2 separate regions of the Mus musculus genome follow, and region 1 is linked to region 2. Evidence: chromatin contacts called from public HiChIP or PLAC-seq data. All regions are on one chromosome and are shown on one strand. Each heading gives the region's core, a stretch centred on a gene start, on an enhancer-like site or on the middle of the called end of the contact. The rest is flanking DNA. Distances are from core to core; before and after follow the strand shown.

What was found. HiChIP or PLAC-seq counts read pairs in DNA pulled down with a chosen protein or histone mark.
Region 1: an H3K4me3 HiChIP or PLAC-seq map of embryonic stem cells shows a contact between it and region 2, with 45 read pairs. The contact joins the enhancer-like site here to the promoter of AI506816 in region 2. A contact is called at or near these places in 1 of 39 promoter capture datasets (the C10 cell line), 4 of 15 datasets of contacts at CTCF or cohesin (CD8 T cells, the NIH/3T3 cell line, large pre-B cells and 1 more), 20 of 484 Hi-C or Micro-C datasets (B cells, the C2C12 cell line, ECoMG myeloid progenitors and 11 more), 11 of 115 datasets of contacts at active chromatin or transcription factors (CD8 T cells, the HPC-7 cell line, the SCID.adh cell line and 4 more) and 3 of 9 other capture datasets (adipose tissue, liver and pancreatic islet).

What each region holds. Positions count from the first base shown.
Region 1 is chr5:23,752,983-23,759,091 of GRCm38.p6, forward strand. It overlaps Pus7 (pseudouridylate synthase 7), which reads right to left. Exons shown (of 16, transcript NM_178403.5): 8 at 1,476-1,604. Among named protein-coding and RNA genes, the nearest start is that of Pus7, 28 kb to the right of the region's middle. Within about 2 kb of position 3,344, at least 7 of the 459 cell types and tissues checked have an H3K27ac peak or open chromatin away from gene starts, as enhancers often do. A contact at or near this core is called in embryonic stem cells and trophoblast stem cells, where this site is marked.
Region 2 is chr5:23,708,954-23,715,243 of GRCm38.p6, forward strand. It overlaps AI506816 (expressed sequence AI506816), which reads right to left and starts at 3,714. Exons shown (of 5, transcript NR_015554.2): 1 at 3,689-3,714; 2 at 2,163-2,197; 3 at 1,413-1,455. It overlaps Gm50451 (a small nucleolar RNA gene), which reads right to left and starts at 2,108; the gene lies at 2,038-2,108.

The sequences.
Region 1 (6,109 bases), core at 2,094-4,593, 44 kb after region 2:
GCATTTTAAATACTCTCTCACTATGTCAGGTGGTATCACATAAGGGCTTCTGAACATATTTCTTAATGATCCATTTTTAATATTTCATGCTCTTTTACTATGCTTAACTCACCAAGAATATTTTGTATGTTTTGAAACAATTTAGTATTCAACATTAGATATAGGATCCTCAGTTACAGATAGTATTAAATATTCATTAATGATATTTTAGGGTATGAAAGGTATATATATATATATATATATACATATATATATATATATAGGTTGAAACATTTTTATGTATTATTTGATTCTTAAAATACTCAATATTATTAATATGTTTGATGTATAGAATGCATTTATGAGGACAATCTTTTGTTTTGGTTTGGTTTTTTCGAGATAGGGTTTCTCTGTATAGCTCTGGCTGTCCTGGAACTCACTTTGTAGACCAGGCTGGCCTCGAACTCAGAAATCTTCCTGCCTCTACCTCCTGTCTCTGTGTAGCCTTGGCTGTCCTGGAATTTGCTTTTGTATACCAGGCTGGCCTCAAACTCAGAGGTTGCACTGCCTGTGTGCTTTAATCCTTACTGCTGGGATAAAGGCATGCACCTCTGTCCTCTAGCTTGTTTTCATCAGTACCAATTATCAGAGCGTGAAGCCCATGTGCAGCATCTACCACCGTGCTGTTCCCAAACTCCTTCCCTGTGTCCAGATCCATTCATCCACTCACTCCCTCACTCTGCACACTCTTGCCCTGGCCAGCCAGCACTCCATGTAGACCAGGTTGACCTTGAAGCAGTGTGATCGCCTGCCTCTGCCTCCTGAGTGCTGGAATTACATACATATGCAACCATGCCTAATCACAAACTGAAGCATCCACCAAAGCAAGCTCTAATCTTCCTATGAATGTGTCCATTCTAGGCACCTCATACAAATCAAAGCACATTTTTTAAAAGATTTATTTATATTATGTATATGAGTAAATTATAGCTGTCTTTAGACACACCAGAAGAGGGCGTCAGATCTCATTATGGGTGGCTGTGAGCCACCATGTGGTTGCTGGGATTTGAACACAGGACCATTGGATGAGCAGTCAGTGCTCTTAACCTCTGAGCCATCTCTCCAGCCCCCAATAGTAGGCTCTTTATCTTTCAGTCAGTAACTGAAGGACACAGTGTTTCTGAAGGCTATGGGAATCTTTTTAGGGAGGGACAAAGACCATTTATCAGGAAAAATACTACACAGTATCTATTCCTCATGCCTACAGGCCTTGCTCTCCTAGCCTTTCTATCTGACGCAGGTACCCTGTACCCAATTGTGACATGTGCAGACTCCTGGAGCCCTGCTACCAGCCCCGGCTCTGCACCCCCCCCCCGCCCCTGCCCAGCCCCAGCCCCGGCTCTGCACCCCCCCCCCGCCCCTGCCCAGCCCCAGCCCAGGCTCTGCACCACCCCCACCCCACCTCCCTGCACTGCACTCCCACTGTGGCACTTTACCTGAGAACAACAGTGAAGTGGTTTCCTTGGAGCGCTCCTAACTTCAGAGGGGTTTTCTGATAGCTGAAATTCCCGAGCTTCAAGTTCATCAGGCACTTATTGAGGTGGGCAAGTCTTTGTGCACTTATTCTTTAAAGAAAAAAGGAGCAGAGGAAGGACCATGAGTCCCGACAGAAGACAAGGGCACACCAGGGCTGTGACTGCAAGGAGGCCACAGGAGGTAGCTAGATGCAGTTTTCCTTTCCCCCTGGATTATTCCTGTGCGTAACAGTACTAGAATGATGGGACTTTACCACCAAGGAGAAGACATAAGAGAGTGGCGGTGTCTACTCGGTGTCTACCCTCCGTGGGCAGGAGGTGGCAAAGCTGCTGATGCTTGCTGGCAGACAGCAGTCCACATAACTGTAAAGAATGGTCTCTAACACATAAGAAGATTAGCCACAATTGGGCCAGTAAGAAAAATACTGCAAACTCTGGACCACAACACAACCTTGGAAACACAAAAACACAGAGAAGAAAGACTTCATTGGTTCATCCCTGAAAAAGGCCCAGACCCCTGCATTTCCTCATTCCCTTAAACGCACACTGAAGATGTGTGGAGCTAGATTCAGAACCCGGTACCCTGCTGTTTCATAGACGTGTTTCCCATACTGTTGGAACTGTCTCATTAGAAAGTCTTTTGCCTTCCTCGACAGGACATCTGCAGAAAAGCAAACACAAAATCTTTCTTTACACCATAACCCTCCCCACTCACTGCTGTTAACAGTTTTTTCTTTGAAAGACTGAATTTTTATTTATGTGTGTGCATGAGTATGCATGTGTGCGTGCATGTGTGTGTATACATGTGAATAATTACAGGTCTCTCCAGAGGTCAGCCGTTGGCTATCCCTAGAGCCAGAGTTACAGGAGGCCATAGCTGCCTAGTGTGGTGCTAGGAACCAAACTCAGGTCCACTAGAAGAGCAGCAGACATAAATAACAAAAGATGTTTATCTCAGAGGGCTTCATGTTCTTGATATATAAAATTTTTGAAAATGCTAAACTTTGTATTTTTATTAAAAAAAAAATATATAATGGAGGCTGAGGAGACGCTCAGTGGTTGAGAGAACTTGCTGTTCTTACAGAGGACCTGGGTTTGATTCCCAGCACCCAACACACAACTCCAGTTCCAGACCCAACATCCTCCTCTGACATCCACAGGCACCACGCCTGCGCATATGGTATACACACAGACAAAACACTCACACTTAGATCAACAAAACAAAAGAGGCAAGGCCAAAAGCCCCTGTGCGGGCTATAGGGAGGTCTTCCTGGTCAGCCGCAGGTCAGCCAAGGTTAAAGTGAGATCCTGCCTAAAGACAGACAAACAGCACCCAAAACCTCAAAATACAATACACAGATGAAAGGTGTCAGCCATTGCTTTCCCGCCCCATGCCTGTCCCGTGACATCACCATCCCCAAAGGCGTCCATTCGTGTCGTTGGATTAACCTGAATACAAATGGAATCCTTAGGTCCATCTAGGCTCTAAGAATCCAGTTTTATTTATCTATTAGTTGTCTTTAAGATTCTCTGATTTGTATCATGGAGTAATTGTTTCCTATTTTCAATGATTAGAAACAATGCAACAAACACACCATGGTGCCCAAGAGCATGGTGTTAATTTTTCCATGTCCATGTCTCCTCTGAAGTGACAGCTACTCTGTCAAGCAGCAGAGACAAGGGGGTGAGCCTGGCTTGAGTCTGTCAGTGGCTTCCAGTATAGTTATGTCTGTGCGCACTCGCGTACACTTATGTTTCCGTGTGAGGACATTTGTGTATATGTGTTTATGAACAGAGGACTGTGGAAGCACTGGGGGTGTGGCTTCACCCCCACGCATCTGTTCATGGACCCATTCAACAGGCCTTTCCAGTTTTAACACAAGGGGGAACTAATGGGGCCACTCTGCTCTACTCCTTGGCCAAAGTAAATACATTAAAAAAGAAAATGAAACTACGTACATTTTAGAATTCACCTTCACAGGGCTGAAGAGTACTTGCTGGATCTCAGGCACCCACACCAGGCCACTGACAAACACCCGTGACTCTAGCTCTAGGGGATGCGATGCCCTCTTCTGGCCACTGAAGGTACCCCACACAGGGCACACACACAAATTAAAAATAAAGCTTGAAAAATTCGCCTGGGGGTGGAGAGATGGCCAATGGCTAAGAACATTTGTTGCTCTTGCAGGAGACCCAGGTTTGATTCTCAGCACTCACACAGTGGCTCACAACCATCTGTATTTCATTTCCAGAAGATGTGACCCCTATTCTGACTTCCATGGGCACCAGGCATACAGTGCACATACGTAGAAGTTAATAAACTGTTCACACACATACAAATAACATACATCTTTTTAAAAAAATCATCTATATAATATCCGAGCTCCTGGAATTTATGTTATTTCAGTGCTAGGAATTGAGCTTAGGGCTTCATACATGCTAGGCAAACATTCTATCCTTAAACTCTCAGCTCTCCTGGAATTCTTTAGCAAAATTGCCCTACTACTCCCTGAAGACACTCAGTGAACCACACCTCCAGAGCTTCCATGGTTCTGTGCTCACAGACATGGATAATGCAGAAATGTGCATGCATGTGCGCGCACACACACACATACATATATACACACACACACACACTCTCATATGTACATATGTACTAGGCACCAGCCTGTTTGTTTCCTTGCTTGCTATGTAAGGAAGCTCCTTAGTGCTCCATCTCCCTTTCTCACTTTTGTTCACTGTCAGGTATTCAGCCTTACTAAGTTACAAAAAAAAAAAAAAAAAAAGTTGCTGCACTAATAGAAAACGTAGGAAGATGGCCATCCAAGTCAGGAAATGGGTGAAACTGGAACACCCAGTTCCCCTCTGCCCCGTGAAGCAGTCGGGCCTCACACAAACCAGGGCGAGCTTGAGCAGGTGTGTTCCAGGCCCTTGAATCAAGATGTGCAGGGAGGATGCTCAAAGTCGACAAGGACCTACAAAAGCAGGGGGTCAGCACAAACAGATTGCGGACCAACTGATGGAGCTCTGTAGTCAGCAGACACTGCTGGAGAAAGGACGGGGTTTCAGAGCAGAAACAGAAAAAAAAAAAAACAAATAAAATAAAACTAAGCAAAAGCAAAAGATAGGGGCCAAAAGAACCAAGTTATCAGCCTGGCTGCCCGTGACCCTGGACGGCAGCTTTGACCCTGGACGACGGCATCTTACGAGTGCCAGGACAGAGCCTGATGGCTGATTTTTTCTTCTTTCTTTTGTAACACAGGGTCTCACTATACATACAGTCTTGCTGGTCTAGAACTCACTACGTAGACCAGGCTGGTCTCAGAGATCTGCCTGCCTCTGCCTCCTGAGAGTGAGTGTTTAAAGGCGAGTGCCCAGCTTTGTCCTTTTTAAAAAACATTAAACAGCCTGCTTGCTGTTTTCAGCATGGACTCACAATGTGTGCAGTGTGTCTCCACCACCTGAGAAAGAAATCCCAGCCAGGCAGCAACGGCTCCACAGCCTCTAATGGTCCCTGCAGCCCCTGTGATGGGCAATTTGCTTTTTATGTACACACTTCCCCATAAATGGAAAAGAAATCAGTGTTTTTTAAAAATGTCTGACTTAGTGTAATTTTTTGTTGTTTTTAAATGCCAGGGTCATCCTGTGTAGCCCGGGCTGGCTTCAAACTTGCGATTTCCCAGCTTCACTCCGTAGAACGGCAGAATTACTGGCCTGTGACAACATCCCCAACAATGCAACAATCTTAAGCTCATTACAATGTAGGATATACTGGTATTTCACATTTTTTAAAAGCCGAATAACATCCTCTTCCCCAATACATAATGGACAGCCACCTCTGCATCCATGTGTGCAGCAAAGCCCAGAGCTGTATTTAGTTCTTAAAGGGAAAGGTGCTCATTGTTAACACTGTCCACCCACTCTGGGGAATTCATGTGTGACAAGCCTGTTTTTAAGTAGTAAGGGCCAACAAACCAACCTGCCACACAGAAGCCTTTAGTAAAACAGAGAAATACTGGCCCAAGCTCAGATGGGAACTGGCAGGAAACGAAGCGAGTCGCTCTGAGTTAAGGCAGTTTGAGATTACGAAGTAGATCAAAGCTGCAAGAATCTGGAAAGAGAAGTTGCTTTTCCCAGGACTGATCAGCCCGGCAATAATTAAAATCCCTGTGTGGCAGCATAGGTCCATTCTGCTCACCATTCCTCAGGGGAAAGGCCAGCTCACCCACCATGTGGATCCCTCAAGCAAATGCAGGCTGCAGCCTATATCCTTGAGATAAGTGCAATGTGCTTTCAAGAGGCCAGCATTTAGACTGCAGCTCCTCCCAAAATCAACAGGAAAATGAAAACAGGCTCCATGGGGACAAGGCAATACACTGATCAAGCCTGACACCTGCTGGCCGAGGAAGACAGCCCAGTGCCTCAGTTTAAATTAATTTTTTTTTTCTCAAGACAAGGTTTCTTTGTGTATCCCTGGCTGTACTGGAACTTGCTCTGTGGACCAGGCTGGCCTTGAATTTATAGAGATCTGCCTGCCTCTGCCTCCCAGGTGCTGGGATTAAAGGCACCTTGTTTTTAAGTTATTATATTTTTAA
Region 2 (6,290 bases), core at 2,464-4,963:
AAGGCTTGGGGTATTTCCCGGTCATTTGGGGAACCTGAAACTGAGGTGGGACTTTCCAGAAACTGTTGCTAGTTTCGCTTTATCTGAGTACCATCTGTTCTTGGCCCTGAGCCGGGGCCCAGGTGCTTGACCACAGATATCCTGTTTGGCCTCTGTCTCAGTATTATTCAGCCTTATTTTTTTTAACTAAACTTCCTTGTAACTTTTGAGAACTCAGCTCTGGTACTTTTTCATGCCTTGCAAAATGGCGTTACTGCAGCTAGCTTGCTAAGCCTTATGGTGGGGTCTTTCACCAGTTGGATGAAGATCTGGTGAGACTGTGGCCACCACCTCACCCCCACCAGACCATAGTTGTCAAGTTTACTCTGCTCATGCCTGGGAGCGCCACAGCGCATCATCGTGGACAATGTAAAGCTCTTTCACTCCATATATTCAAGACTTTTACTTAGAATTATGAATTCTCTGAAAACATTAACTTTTTGCTTCATTTGCCTCATTTCTCTACAGAGCATTTGAACATAATGAGGCATCAACATGGTAGTTTAAATCACATAGGCTATTTGCTCAATCCAGCTACAGCTAGAGTACACATGGTGGGTATTAAGCCAGGACACCAAATGGATCCGACCATACAACTCACTCTTCTGGGAGGACTAGATCTCTCAACTATGTGTTGGACAATTCTGAGTTGCCAAAGCTTAGGGCTCAGCAATTAGGAGCCCTGGCTGCCTGCTCTTCTTGGAGTTAGGTTCAATTCCTAGCAACCAAGTGTAACTCCAATTCCAGGGGGATTTGATGCCCTCTTCTGGACTCCACAGGCACTGCACACACATGGTACAGACATGCAGGCAAAACATATAAAAGTTTTATAAATAAAACTAAAATTTTCAAAAAAATTTCTTGATGCCCTCTTCTGGCCTCCATGGGCACTGCACACATATGGAACAGACATGCAGGCAAAACATAAAAGTAAAGATTTTATAAATAAAGCCAAATTTTTCAAAAGATCTCTCATGTTAATATTGTGGCATGTTTCAGAGTAGGGCTGACACATAGAAAACCAAATAATGGAATTTAGTTCGACAGACACAAAATTCTCATGTTCTCTATATGCAATGAGAATGCCTCAAAATTCATCCGTTCCTGCTATGAAGGGGACAAAGTAACCTAAAACCTTGACTCTAGGGCTGGAGAGACGGCTCAGTGGTTAAGAGCACTGACTGCTCTTCCGAAGATCCTGAGTTCAAATCCCAGCAACCACATGGAGGCTCACAACCATCCTTAATGACATCTGACACCCTCTCCTAGTGTGTCTGAAGACAGTTACAGTGTACTTACATATAAAAATAGTAAATAAATATTTTTAAAAAAACACATAAAAAAAAATCTTGACTCTACACACAGATGCCTACCTTCTCTTCTGGAAGTCGGACCAGTTCACCTCAAGCTCCAGAGCTGCATAAGAGATGTCACAGAGATGATTAGACCGGCAACAATGAGATAATTAAGAAACACACCCATGTGTAGACTATGTTGATATTAACTATCTTTTTGTATAAACAGAACCCTTAATGTACTACCCAGAAATGTTTGAACACAATTGTTATTTTATTTGTTTTTTTTGAGAGAGGGTTTCTCTGTGTAGCCCTGCCTGTACTGGAGCTCACTTTGTAGTCCAGGCTGGCCTTAAACTCAGAATCCACCTGCCTCTGCCTCCCAAGTTCTGGGATTAAAGGCGCGCGCCACCATACCCGGCTTGAACACAATTTTTAAGTGCAAAGCCATATTTCCCTCTAAGTATTAAACATTCACCAACGCTCCCATTTATTACATTTATTATTTTGAGTGTGCACACACGTGTGCTAGCACACACATGAAGGTGCAAGAATAACTCTAGAGGGCTGGCTCTCTCTCCACCAGGTCCCAGAATCAAAGGTAACGGGCTTGGCACTGCTAAGCCCTCTCACTCCATTCTCCAAACCCTCATCTACTTTAAAAAGACATGGGGTGACTGCATTAAATTCCTGCCTGTTCTGTTGGCCTCAGGTAAATCCTTTAACCCATCACAGCAGCGTATCCTGTCAGGTTAGAGTTCTCATCCTTGGCCAAGAACTGTTCCTGGAATTATGCCTGGAAAGCCAAACTTGCCATCTAACACATACCTTGAATTCATGATCATCCTGGACACAGCACTCATCTGCTCAAAAGAAAAAAGAACCAGCACTGTTACAAGCAGCAGCCACAGCTTCCTTCAGAAAGGACCTTCCTGGTGGCTCCTAGCTGCATCTGATGATGGAAGGCCTGCCTCTGACTAGCATTTATTCCTGCACAGAGCTCTGATCTTCATACTGCTGACAGCTGGAGTCCATTTTATTGCCTCTGGGCCATCTTTCCCACTGTTTCCACCCCAGAAGCCAAAAACTCTTAATGTTTAGAGGCAAATAGTACTGCAGGTAATAGCGGTACTCTTCCTTTAAGAAAGTGAAACATTGTCTCTGATTTCAAAACCAGAAGCAGCATCAGATGTGTCTCCTGAGCCTGAATGAGGAAGGGAAAAATAATTCCTCACCTTAGAAGCTGGCTCATGCTGCCCTTCACTCTCGAAGGGGCTCAGCAGAACCCTAACCTCTAACGGAAAGAAAACTACCTCGCAGGGAACTTGTTTACAAGAGCCCACAAGCCTATTCTTCCTCTAAAATGCCCTTTACCAGGTACAGTGGCTTATGTCCATAAATGCCAATACTTAGGGTCCTAGAGCACAAATATTCTCTGGGCCAGCATGACAATCTGTCTCAATAATCAAATAATCTTTTAAAAAGATTTATTTCTTCTATATGAGTGCACTGTTGCTATCTCCAGACAACACCAGAAGAGGGCATCAGATCTCATTACAGATGGTTGTGAGCCACCATGTGGTTGCTGAGAATTTAACTCGGGAACTCTAGAAGAGCTGTCAGTACTCTGAGTCATCTCTCCAACCCTGATATTTACGTTTAATTGGTGTCTCAACCAGCCACCTCTTAAACAGGGAGGACTCCAGGGTGCTCGCTGAACACCTATACCCGGTCTTAGGAATTCCAATTCACGATTCCTAAATCATGGTTTAGAGGTTGCCTTGCTTAAGTGCTAATCCAGTCGCTCAGATTTCTCCCAGGACCCAAAACCCAGACAGGCTGGGTCTGTGTCAGCAGTAGGGTAATCCAGGTCCTTTAGGCAGAGGTCCCTGCTGGACTCGCTTGCAGGTATCCGCCTGAATATACCCTCAAACCTTAAAACAAACGAGCACAAAACAAAAAGCCCAGCCTCTGTGCCAAGCGGCATTTAAAGGACACGTGCGGCGGCGAGGACGCGCTTGAGTGGGCGAAATTACCCCTGTCCTTGCTGACACTGGGATTATCCTGCCTCCTGTTACTTTCCGAGCTCTGATCTCATTCGCTTCCTAAATAGGCGATGTCCCTGTCATCCGAGTCTTGGGCGGGCGGGAAGCCCCGAGTGTGCCCAGGACCCGGGCCGTCCGGACGCCGCGCCTCCACCTGGGAGGGGACAAATCCGGGCAGCGCAAGGCCGATCTCCTGTCCCACACAGAAGGGACGCGTATGGGCAGGGACCCGCGCCACGGGCGAGCGCCGTGAAAATCTCCGAGGCCACGTGGCGTGGTCCTGGGACTCGCAATGGTGAGAGTACTTACCAGGAGCGCGCCGCGGCGGAAGAGCAGGGCGCCAGGGCGGGACCGAGTTTAAAACCGACCGGACATTGAGCACCGGGGCTCAGCCAACCAGAGTGGCCCAGCGCCCCTCCTGCCCGCCCCTTCCCCCGTTCCCGCCTGACTCCAGCGCCGGCCCTAGCGTGTCCCCTGGCGGCACCAGAGCCTCCCAGCCTGCCCCTACCCCAGGGCAGCGGTACCACTCACTGGCCTGACTGTGGAATATGTCACCTCTCTGAAGGTTAGAGGAGCATCTTGGAGCCACATCACTTGGGGATTTCTTTTTCTTCTCCCCGTGCTTCTCAGTCATATATTGAATTTGGTACTTTTAATTGACCCACATCCTTTTGTGCTTATTTTTATTTGAAGACCCATATGTAACGAAATTTCCTCCTCTTAAGAAAACTGAGACATCATGGAGAGTGGAGTGGACTCTCTTAAGAGGGGCTGGTACAAGGAGAGGACCCCATGCCTAAAAATCCCACTACTGGCTGTGCATTTTCACCCAGGAGGCACCTGTGCCTGTCAGAATCAGGCTGGGATATTTTGGGGTTTGTCTTGTTTTTTTGTTTGTTTGGTTTTGGTTTGTTTTATCCCTCCCCCCCCCCCCATAGTGTTTCTCCATGAAGCCCTGGCTGTCCTAGCACTCCCTCTTTGACCAGGCTGGGCTCGAACTCTCAGATCCACTTGCCTCTGCCTCCCCAGTGCTGGGGTTAAAGGCATGAGCCACCACCCTGTAAGGTGGACCCTCTTTACTAAAAGCAACTGTCCTTCTAACAAAGGAAGACATAAACCGATAATGAGTGACAAAGGAGAAGGGAGAGAAGCGACTACATGGCCAGGAGTGCCCAGGATTGTGACCACTGTGTGGGAAGACACAGGAAAGATCCCTTCAGTGGTGTTCAGAAGCAGTTGGTTCAGCTGATACCTTGATTTTGGACTTCTGGCTGCCAGCGCTGATCTGGCGATTCCGTGGAAGCCATTAAGGGCTTTGTTAAGGCAGCCCAGGAACCTAGCATAATGACTGACAAGAAGGGATTGAGTCCTCCCAGTGGTTAAGGCTAGCATCTCCTAAGGACTTGCACACAGTAGCTCAGTAGCTGTCGAATTACTCAGGTGGTGAGGGATGTCATGGTGAACATCTTAGTCATGATGCCTGAGTTTAGGGACTTTTTTGCTAGACATTTATAAACTCATGAGGCAAACCAATGTTCCCATCACCCGAAGAGTTTACATTCTCTTCTAAAGCAGGAGTTCTCCAGAGAGAGAACAAAGGGGAGGAGTTAAGAGTGGGAGGCAGGAAATCACACAATCCCATGCCTTCCTCTAGGGTGGTCTACAAGCCAAAGAAACATTGTGGGGCCACACCCAGGATCCTCTGCCCTAATTTGTTTTTTTAAAAAGATTTCTTTATTTATTTTATGTAAGTACACTGTAGCTGTCTTCAGACACCAGAAGAGGGCGTCAAATCTCATTCCAGATGGTTGTGAGCCACCATGTGGTTGCTGGGGTTTGAACTCAGGACCTACAGAAGAGGAGTCAGTGCTCTTAACCACTGAACCATCTGTCCAGCCCTCTGCCCTACTTTTACAAATATTTTCTTTTACCCACAATTTGTCCCTGGAATTTTGAAATTTAAGGTGTTCTACTAAATGGAGTTGAGACCATTTGAGTTAGAAGGATAGAATTTGTGTTTTGTGCTGAATACTATGACTAGTGTTGGAGGTGTGTGGGGGTCATTTTTCCATTGTTGTATGAAAACCACCATGGCCAAGATACCTTACAGAAGAGCTTGTGTGGACTTAGTCCCTGAATCCATGTTGGCAGAGTTAAGGCATGGCAGGAGGAACAGGAAGCTGAGAGCTCACACCTTGAGCTGGAAGCACAAAGTAGAGAGAGATTTAGGAATCACAAAGTCTTTAGACTCTTAAAACCCATCTCTAGAGCCAACTTCCTCCAAGGCCTCCCAAATAGTGCCACTGTGTGGGTACCAAGCATTCCAGTGCCTGAGACTATGAGAGACATCCCTCAGTCAAGCCCAAACCCAGTGTTTCCCCATGGAAGCAAGCTGGACCTGAGGCTGTCCAAAGCAGAGTTGTCCTAAGGGGCCAGTGAGCACCTGAGAAGAATTTCCTTCTTTAGTGAGAGCCAAAAATTCTGCCCAGAGTCTGGAGTAGATTTGAATAAAGGTAGATGTCACTGTGTTCTGGATGCCTGTGACCCAGGGCAGTCTGAAGACCAAGGCCAACCTGGTTGGATAGCAAGATCTTGCTCACCTCACAGAAGAAGAAATGGCACCAAGGAATAATACTCTGTCATGTATATGCATAGCAGTGATTCTCAACCTTCCTAATGCTGACCCTTTAATACAGTTCCTCATGTTGTGGTGACCCCCCAACCATAAAATTATTTTCCAGCTAAATTTCACCTGTGCTAGTGCTATGAATGGTAACGTAGATGTCTGATACACAGTAACTGAGCATTCATGCCCTAGAACCCAGCAATTTTTGTTGCTGAGTGAACTATGTGTACTGCAGGAATTCCAGGGCATTAGCAGTGTTCCGCGCTGTTAGGATTAGGGACGGTC